Linked DNA regions of Mus musculus: region 1 is linked to region 2. A link is a contact called in public promoter capture Hi-C data. All regions are on one chromosome and are shown on one strand. Each heading gives the region's core, a stretch centred on a gene start, on an enhancer-like site or on the middle of the called end of the contact. The rest is flanking DNA. Distances are from core to core; before and after follow the strand shown.

Region 1 (5,009 bases), core at 2,272-4,771, 880 kb before region 2:
TCAGTAGGAGTGGGAGAGGAATAAGGGGGTGAATAGGATCAAAATATAGTGTGTGTGTGTATGTGTGTGTGTGTGCATGTGGTCGTCAGAGAATACATTTTAAGAAAATATGTTTAAAGACTAATTTATTAGGTATCTTATGTATGTGGGTACTTTGTCTGCATGTATATATCTAAACATCAGAGAGGGCATCAGATCCTATCATAGATGGTTATGAGCAACCATGTGGGTGCTGGAAGTTGAACTCGGGAAGAGCAGCCAGTTTAACCACAGAGCCACCTCTCCAACCCCAAGTGGGGGAAAAAGTCCTTTTACAAAGCTTGAATATCACTCCTAAACATCACAGCTGTAAAAGGATAGGATAAGGTTTCGTATAGGATCTACAAAGCCTTGTCTTTGAAAAAAATTGTATTGTGGACACTCTTCAGATGAAGTCTTGTTTTTATTTTTAAAGAATTGCCATGACAGAATGGAAAGGAGAAGAGAGAGAGAGAAAAAAAGAAGTTTCATCAGAGGGATGTGACAACCAGAGACACTGTGAAGAGAAGGTCTAGGGAAATCAGTCTCCAGATGAAGGAGAGTAGAGGAGGGAAAGGCCAACCGAAACTAAGGATTATGAAAAGGTCACAAGTAAACCAGATACTTGATATGATAATTTAAAAATTGAATTAAATAAAAGGAGTTTGATGGAGGTACCCTGTGAAAGTAGATAAAACTTGCGCAGAGAAGCTAAAGGTCATCAAATGCAAACCCTGTGCTGGGAGTGGACCATTTCTGTTGTTGGTCCCACAGGCCCACCAGGCTTCCAAGCAATATAAGCAATCACCACTGTGGTTGGTAGCCCACCAGAACTAGACTTGTGAAGCCGAAGATACATGTGCTGAAGAGACCACAGGGCATACAGACATCAAGGTGAGGCAGAGAAGGCGCTTCCTCCCAGCTAGCTAACCCCTCATCATGCCAGAAGGTGCTATTCAGGCTGCTGGTAGAGAACTGTCATCAGTAATCTTACTCAGCTGGGGTCCCTGCTTCCTACATCACTGACCTGCCAGGCAAAGGGCACCTACTGACACACTAGTGGGAAGTCTGCTATGGGGGTGACCAACCACTTCCTGACTGCAACTCCTTCAGAGGAAATTCACATCTGGTACTATAAACCTGTTAAAAAGCCTATGGCTGGGGAAGTCACAGCCCCAGTAGGGCAGGTACAGATGTTGTTCTGCTAAACAGATGTGATGTGTGCACCAAGTTGCTTTCCAATAATTGTGCTTGTGCATAGGAATTCGTGAGGATGTCATGTTTGCTTCGAGAAGTCCACCCCCTCATGGGCAGTATTAAACGCAGAGATTCATAACTAGTCACTGAGAATAAAAAACTGGATGCTCAGCCTTAAATAAGACCTGTATATCACCCCCCCTCGGAGGAACGTTGAGGAAAAGATGGGAGAAAGAGTGTAAGAGTCAGAGGATAGAGTGGAGTGTGGTGGAATTTTCTTGGCATGACATGACATGGCTGTCACATTTTTTGTACAAAGATATTTCTATTTGTATGTGTATGAGTGTTTACTTGCATGTATGTATACCATAATGAGTGCTTAGTGTCCCTGAAGGTCAGAAGGAGTAGGATCCCCTGGAACTAGAGTTACAGAGCATTGTGAGTTGCCACTTGGGTGCTGGGAACTCTTCTCTAAGTGCTCTAAACCCTTCAGCCATCTCTTCAGCCATTCTACCTGACAGCAGCTGTGGTTGTCTGTACTATACAAGATCCGTGCAATACTGGGAGCCAACATCCTGTGGTAGGGTGCAGGAGGATTTACAAGGATTTTTGACAGTTGACGGTTGCCGGAAGAGACATTTTCTTCAGTAGTACAGCCACTGTTAAGTTTCCTGTGCTCCTGTAATTAATCTCTCGTCTATGCTTCTGGAAACAACTCTCATAAACTCATTGAACTAAAAAAAAAAAAAAAAAGTCTTGCTGGTGTGATGACTCAGTGATTAAAGGTTCTTAATACCAAACCAGATGGCCGGGTTAATCCCTAGGAAACCCACGGTGAAAGGAGAACCACCTCCCAACAGCCATCCACTGACCTTCCAGGGGATTGGAGGGGAAGAAAGCCAGCTGGGAGGAGAGGAAGGGGGTGCAGGGGATGTGGACGGCGATGAAGAGGGTATTGAATACTATGCATACATTAAACATGTGTATGAAAACGGTATCACACCATGACTGTGTATAAGTAAGACATACCAATAAAGCATTAAACGTTTTAAAATAGAAAAAGCCAGTCTCTGGCCTGTGGTGTGTGAGCTCTGATTTGGAAAGAAAGGGAAATACCATTTGGAGTTTCTGTTTGAAACAACAAAATGCCTGGAAGGAGAGGTAAGCTCACTTTCTCCAAGGCTGTATGGTACAGGACAAGGGGCACCCTCATGCATCACCAGCTGGACTGGAAGTATTGCTCGGTAGCCTAAGACATCCAGCAAGCTTAGGTCACTCCGTCTGCCTGACTGGCCTTGGCACAAGTGGCTTCTGGGCTTGCTTGTCGTCTGTTCACTCTTCCCAGGCAGGCTCTCCTTGACTCTGTTTCCACAACTTGCTTCTTCTCTCTGTGTGCCCTTCCAGGTTGAGGTGCTCATGGTCTTGGCGCCTTCTGCCCCGTCTTTTTGCCCTAGGGCCATTCCTATATGTCTGAAAACATTCCTTGACTGGCTGACTCTAGCACCTGGCAAAGAACAACCCTGCTCTATTAAATCAGTTTCTTCCTTCTTAGGGCAGCGCAGTTAAACCTCAGGACCAGGAAATCATCCCTCTCCTCACATACCAGGGTGTTATCCACACAGTTTACTCACTGTAAATAGTTCCCTTAAGATAGTGGCAACAACTAGTTGAAGATTTACAAACTTCCCAGGGCCAATCTACTTTCTAAAAAGCCTGCTTCTGGGAGTGGGAAAGAGGTCACCGTTCCGATTCTGAAATGCAAAACTGGTGATAAACTCAAAATTTCTCTGGGTCTCAGACAGGACTGGACGGAGTCTGTGGTCCTTTTCTTGACCCAACTTTTTGCAGAGCAATGTTCCCAGAGCAAAGGTTGAGTATGTGGTTTGTCCCCCACGTGCCGCACTGCGGGAGCATCTAGACACCGCTGGAAGAGTCTCTAATACATCTCTTGACGTTTGCCAAAATGCCAAACTTTTTCCTGGAACCTGGAGTCATTCTGACTGGGGACTTTTCTTTTCCTTGAGCATCTGGGGACCTAGAGGTCCGTTCGTGGGGGACGTCCAATTCTCAGGGTTCTGGGGATCACAGCAGGGCCAGGGTTTTCCTCCTTGTGGGGGTTTCAGAGCGCCTCTCGCGACTTGCCCAGGGAGGCAAGGCGAGGCGGATGCAGGGCGGGCACGGCGCGAGGGGCGGGGCGAGTCAGCCCGAGGCCGAGGCGGGGCTACAGCGAGGCTCGATCCGGCCTAGGCCTCGCTCCGGCTCCGCCTTGCCCGGCTACGCAGGCGGTAGGGCTGGGGTAGGGGCCGGGCGGCACCATGGCGGCGGCAGCGCCTGCTGCGGCGGCTTCTCCCGAGGCGCCGGCCGTCTCGGGCAGCGCAGACCCGGAGACGGGAGACGAGGACAGTCGTGAGGTCCGAGTGCTGCAGAGCCTGCGCGGCAGGATCTGTAAGCGGGGCCGGGGCTGAGGGGACCCCCGGGGCGGCGCGGAGGGTGGGCGGCGGGCACGCGCGGGGGTGGCGGCACCGGCGGCCGCCCGGGACTGGTGAGACTGGATGGGGGTGTGTTGGGGGGAGGCGCCGCGTCGACCGACTGCCCGGCGCGGGTCGGGGCTCCCCCTCGGAGCGAGCGGGGTGAGGACCTGCACGCGCGGACCGGACCGGCGCGGCGCGAGGGGCGCTGCCTGGAGCGCGGCCTGGACGCGGGAGCCCGGGGCGCGGCCGGGGGCGCGCGGAGTTTCCGGCCTCCCTCCGACGCAGGCCTGCGGGCGGCCGCGGACGACGGGAGCGGCCCGAGGTGGGAGCCCCGTGGTAATTACAAGGGAGGCGCGGCTGGAGGAGGGAGGGAGGCCGGCTGCGGCGGGGCGGGGCCGGGCCGGGCCGGGCCGGGCGGCGGGCTGAGGAGGGGGTGTGAGCTCCCTGGGGCTCCTCTGCCAGTGCGAGGTTGAGGCGGGCGCTGGGGACTGCGGGAGCCGGTGGCGGGGGCTCCGGTGGGCGAGGCTGCGCGGGCGAGCGGGGCGCCCGGGGAGCTCGGGCGGGACACCTGTGCCCGCCCCACCTTGCCGCGGCGGGGACTTGAATCGAGAGCCGGCGTGACTGACGGTGACTTGGGGCAGGATGTAGTGGCTTCCTGTGAGCAGGTCTCAAAACTCAGTCATCCAGTCCGCGCTCAACCCACTTGATTCTCTCCCGTGCATTTGTGAGAGCCGCACCGATGAGTGTAGACTCTTACTCAGAGACGGGCCAGTTCGTTTGTCATTGCTATCCTTCCTCTTTAAAACGACCCTTTGATATTAGATCGACTTCCCCCAGCTTATTGAGATGGTCCCTTTTCACTGTATGACTGGCGAATCAGTAGAGTTTATTGTTACTTTAGTTGAAAACCTTTTTTAATTCAGATTATTTTATCCCCAGAATGAAATCGGTCTCCTAAATAATGCCTGGCTATAAGAGATATTTTATATGTTGAAAATTCAATTGTGTTAGAATGGCTGATACTGCTCTTTCTTTGGCAGAGTATAAACTTTAATTCTTAAATCTCGATGCTTCTTTTGGATTCTCCCACTTGAGTTTTTGATGTTACTCCCCTTTCAAGGATTTGGAATTTTATTAAAACCCCAGGAGCAAGCATGTTAAATGTTACTTTTCAATTCCCTGACGTCATCCTGGGACTCCCAATTCAGACACTTTTAAGTATTAAAACTTGGGAAATTACACCAGAGCAGTGGGTGTTTTGTGCGTCTTAAGTTCCCAGTATTTTAAGTTACTTTCTTAGGGTGTAAACTTTTCACAAATTAG
Region 2 (5,047 bases), core at 671-3,170:
CTGCGTGATTGTTATAAACTTAGTTTGTGATGAAATCATTTGAGTGGATAAAATAATTAGCATTAATTTATTGTCTCCAGTGTCCAAGTACCACAACTAGATTCTTGGACCTCAGCTAAGACAAGTAGAAACAGCCTTTTGACTTACATCCTAGTAGAGACGGCCAGCCAATAAAGCAACAACAAGAAATGAAGCAGGGAAGAAACCGAGAGACCATTGGAGTGGGGGGAGATTTGCTGCAGACTGACTGAGAGCAGAGGGGGAGGTTTTCTGGGTAGCGAGGTCAGGGCTCTCTGAGGAAAAGCAATCGAGTGGGCGCCATGAAAAAGAGACAGATGTGCTCCTCGGGAGTAAAGGGAGGAGAACATGAAAAATATCAGTAGCATCCTACTTGTAGGACTAGATCTAAATCTGAGTTTCTTTCCCCTCTCTGGCTGGAGTTGTGATTCCTCTTTTGGTTTCTGTTTTGTTTGCCTGTGACTTGATGGAGTTGCTTAGAGTAATATGCCACTTTTGAGTTTTTTGAATACCATTGTTCATCATAACTCCAATACTGATCTACATATCACATGTGCTAAGTATGTAGGTATTGTTAGAATGTCCCAATTTATGCCCGCTGAGCAGTTTGTCTGTATCGGAGACAATCCAAAAGCCTGCATTATAATTATCAGCTTGCCTGAAGTAGGCTCTCTAGTGCTTTGGAAGGTCTCTTAAGATTACTACCAAAGAGGGTTGGAATTCCCTCCAGTCTTAGAAAGTAATCCAGTCCCATAGTTCTTTGGATAAAGAATCTGTGTATGGCTGTGAGTCATTTGAGTTAACTTCAAATACTGAAATTTCAGATAGCGCAGGATTAGATTTCTACTACTGGCTAAACATTTTGCTGAGCAACAAAGGAGGTGCATATACAAATGTATGGGCGCTCCTCTCTCCCACTGGCTTCACCTTGAGCCTCTTGGAAATTTCACCAAACTCATAAACTTGGAAGTGTATTAAACATTACACGACAACGGGGAGATCATTTAGAAACAAAAACTGGAGCAACTTGAGATTATCATTTACATCAAATACAGAAAACGTTTGAAAAGATGACTTCGACATCAAAGACTTTTAGAGAATATCTAAAGAGAACATTGATTTTTAAGAATTAGTAAGTTAAATGTTGAAAGAGAAACTAATGGGACAAAGTAGCCTGAATAGGAGAGGCAGTATTCCCCTCAAATTTAAGTACATTTATCCATTGCTTTAAAAATCTAAATCTTAAACGTAGAGTTCAGATTTTCCCCCTAGTGTTGACTGCAGGAAGCAATTAAAAATTATTGAAAAGATGCAGTTTTCAAGTCGCATTTGCTGGACGTCAGACAATTGTTGTCTAAATAGCGAATCTCTTAAAATTAGATAGGATAAATATAACGAATCCACTAAAAGGACTTGTATGGCGAGTAACTCCTAAACTGTGCTTATGCAACGGTTATAGGTCGCCTTTGACTTACATGCGAATACTTTTATAGTGACTTTGGAAATATCAGGAATGTTAGACCATATTAAATCACAAAGATTGTTTTTAAAACGCCTTTAGGAACGAGGGAACTGTAAACACAAACTCCATAATCAGGTTGCTTTGGCCAGGCTTTAGGACAATTCCGTACAGGATTTCAAGTAAACGTTAATCCTTCAGAAGCTCCTTGGCCCTTTTCTGTGCTGCAGTAGCAGCAGCAGCACAAACAGGCAGCGGATAAAATTACCTGAAATCCGCCACCAAGCGGTTCCCATGCCCTCAGGTGCTCAAAGATGCTGCAGACGCGCCCAAGATGCTAGGCGACCGACCAGAGAGGCGCGTCAGCCCTGGAGCCCCGCCCCTACAAGCCCCGCCCCTAGCCCGGCTTCGCCTTAAGCCCCGCCCCGGTGTCGTCGCCTCCGCGGGGCTGAGGATGACGTGAGGAGAAAGCCGCGAACCTCTGCCTCCTGTGGGTGCTGCTGGGCCAGCGGTTCCCACAGCCCCGGAGCCAGACGTGCTGCGAAGCGCACCGCCGAGCTCTCCGGCCGGCGGCCCCCTCACTCCCTCCCAGGCCGGGCCGCTCCCTGTGCGGCCCCTGCGGCTCCTGGCACGGCCCCGCGCTCGGCTGCCGCCCTGGCGCGCTCCACTCTGTCGTCCCCGGACGGGCGCGGACCAGCTCGACCGGGGCGCCGGCGGCTGGGCAGAGGGCGCTGGCCCCGGGGCCGCGCCAGCGCGGCCACCAACCTGGGGCTGTCCGTGGAGGGCGAGTGCTGGTTTCGGGGCGAGGCGACGCCCTTCGGGGCCAACGGGCCGCACGCCGATGTGGCCGTGGGAACGACTCACCCGTTTTCCAGCTCGGGGTCGGGGTCGGGGTCGGCGCCCATGGGGGCCCCGCCTCCGTCTCCTGGCCTGCCCCCGTCGTGGGCCGCGATGATGGCGGCCCTGTACCCGAGCACGGACCTCTCGGGCGTCTCCTCCTCCTCCCTGCCTTCCTCCCCATCCTCCTCGTCGCCCAACGAAGTGATGGCGCTGAAGGATGTGCGAGAGGTGAAGGAGGAGAACACCTTGAATGAGAAGCTTTTCTTGCTGGCGTGCGACAAGGGTGAGAGCTAGGCCCCCTTCTCCACCTCCGGACACCCTAGCACCCACTCCCCGGGTCCGGCCCCTGCCTCAACTTAACTCCTGGCACTCGTGCTTTTCCTTGTGTGCAGCGGCTATTCCCACCTCTGTGCAGCCCGCAGGACTTCTGCCTAATTGAGCTTGAGCAGCAGGCAGGTAGGGCGGGGGCGGTGGACTCGCGCAGGTGGGACGTTTCCATGGCGAGGAGGGAGCCTTGATCCCAAAGTTGCCCCACTTCTGTCACTAATAAACTCTAGTTTGAAGTTACTTCTTCCTTTGGGAGCCAGAGGCTAGTTTTGGACCTAATCCGAAAATTCTACGAATTTCCCTTAAGACTTCTCCGATTTATGGGCTGTCACCTTGTAGGTTTGTTGTTGTTGTTGTTGTTGTTATTTTTAAAAAAGACTTTTACTTCTGTTTAGCATCAGCCAGCAGTGCCTTAGCCTGTTACAGTTGAGTAGTATCCCATTATCTTTAACACAAATAATACGAAAAATCCTGCCCTAGTTGCCGAAACTTTCCCCAAATTTCTGGAACCCCTTTTAAATGTCGGTATTTTTTATTAGGGAGAAAGATTTATTGCTTCAGAGAGTTGGAGGGAGGCAAAGGTAGTAAAAAAAAAAAAAAAGTAAATATAGGCGAAATAATGTGGAATATACTGGTTTTGAATCTAAAAATTGATCACTTTCTGGCCACATTAAAAGACAAGCATGGAACTTGGTTGCTCCCAGATTGCTTTTATCTCTTATCTGAAAAACAAAAAAAGTACTGAAACATTCTCATTCCTCAGTTAAGCAGTTGGATGTTGAAAGGCAGTGTTTATTTGGGAAAACGTTGTTGGAACCATGCAGACTTCTGAAGCCTACTTCCAGAGGCCAGCTCACACTATGGGAAAACTAGTTACAGAAGTTTTTGGATTTGTTCACATATAGAGGTTTAAGTCAACAACATCTCCCTAAACCTTTTAAAGCATTTGAGATAGGTTTTTGTTTTTTTTTACATGATTATGTTTAATCTTAGCCAGGCCAAAAGGCAATCCCTTCTTGACATTTCATCATGGATTTAGAGCCAGGATGGGGAGGGCAGAATTCCCCGTGTCCCCTGGTTCCTCCTAGTTGTCTTCTGTCACCTTCGTGAGAGGCTTGCTGCATTATAAGGAAGGATGCTTTAGGTTTCTGTAGCAGCTTTGTGTGCCTCGGGGCTCAGGATGGTTTCAAAATGTGCAACATTTCCTGGAGAATATATGCCACTGTTGTATTAACACCTTCCTTAATATATTTAGTGGTACTTTCTGTTTTCCCTATTTTGGAGGAGATTTGAAGGGTGTGAGGTTAGGGAGGAGAGCGGTTTGGGTAATTAAGAAGCAGAGACCTGAGTATTTGGTTGAGAAGTTTTATATTGGTAGTCAGCACCTAATATAAAGATGTGTATGATGAGGAAAATAATTTGCATAAAGGAGGGGTGAAGAGAGTATAATTAGTATGTAGGGTACTGGAGCTATATAGGCATCGTTCTATACAGCTCACAAGTGTCACTGGTTATAGAACTTAAGCACTCTGTACAGGGACATTTTGTAAATCACCAAAGCTTTAGAACACACTAGTTGAGAAGTGTACCATGGGAAGTGGTTCGCGGTTATTTTAATGAAGGATGGTAGAGCAGCTAGCTACCTTACTGGCATATCTACTGACCTCACAATGTGTTTCGTTTTATTCTTTTTAACTTGCTGCTCTTTGCCTTGCTATTATAAACATGAAGTTCTTAATTGTGTTAAAGCATTGGACAAAAAGCTCTATTAATGAGTAACTGACTACGTCCATATTCTTTAAGAATTTTTCTCTAATAAAGATTTTTTTTTTTGAGACAGGGTTTCTCTGTATATCCCTGGCTGTCCTGGAACTCACTTTGTAGACCAGGCTGGCCTCGAACTCAGAAATCCACCTGCCTCTGCCTCCCAAGTGCTGGGATTAAAGGCGTGCACCACCACCGCCCGGCCCCATAAAGATGTTTTCTTTATGTGCAGTAGTGAGGAAGAGTAAGGGTAAAAATGTATGTGTATGTGCATAATGGATATCTCTGAGCACACACAAGTTAAGCTTCGGTTTAGCTTAAGTGGCCTAATGAGGTTTGGAAGGCAGGCTGGCCCTAGTACAGAGTCCTCTCTCCCCTGGGACGTTAAAAACACATTACCCAAGTGAAACATTAGTACATTGTGTGTTAAGAGACTGAAGGGTGTTTAAAGGTTAAATCTGAATGTACAAGCACTGTTGTAATCTCAGTTTCTCTTGTCCCTAGTACTATAAACTTCAGACTGATTGCACCAAATTTAGTGATGCCAAAGAACCTAAGACTAGGAGTAATAGTTTAATATAGGTAATGAGAAGTTCAAATGTTACTTAGAAGCCATAATTGATAACATTAAAAAGCAAA

Evidence for each region. Promoter capture Hi-C pulls out the DNA fragments that hold promoters and counts their contacts.
Region 1: a promoter capture Hi-C map of liver shows a contact between it and region 2, with 3 times the contacts expected there. The contact joins the promoter of Rasa2 here to the promoter of Trpc1 in region 2. A contact is called at or near these places in 3 of 39 promoter capture datasets (hippocampal neurons, liver and pre-B cells).

The regions. Positions count from the first base shown.
Region 1 is chr9:96,630,015-96,635,023 of GRCm38.p6, reverse strand. Rasa2 (RAS p21 protein activator 2) reads left to right here and starts at 3,521. Exons shown (of 24, transcript NM_053268.2): 1 at 3,521-3,660. The coding sequence starts at 3,531.
Region 2 is chr9:95,747,221-95,752,267 of GRCm38.p6, reverse strand. It overlaps Trpc1 (transient receptor potential cation channel, subfamily C, member 1), which reads left to right and starts at 1,920. Exons shown (of 13, transcript NM_011643.4): 1 at 1,920-2,600. The coding sequence starts at 2,429.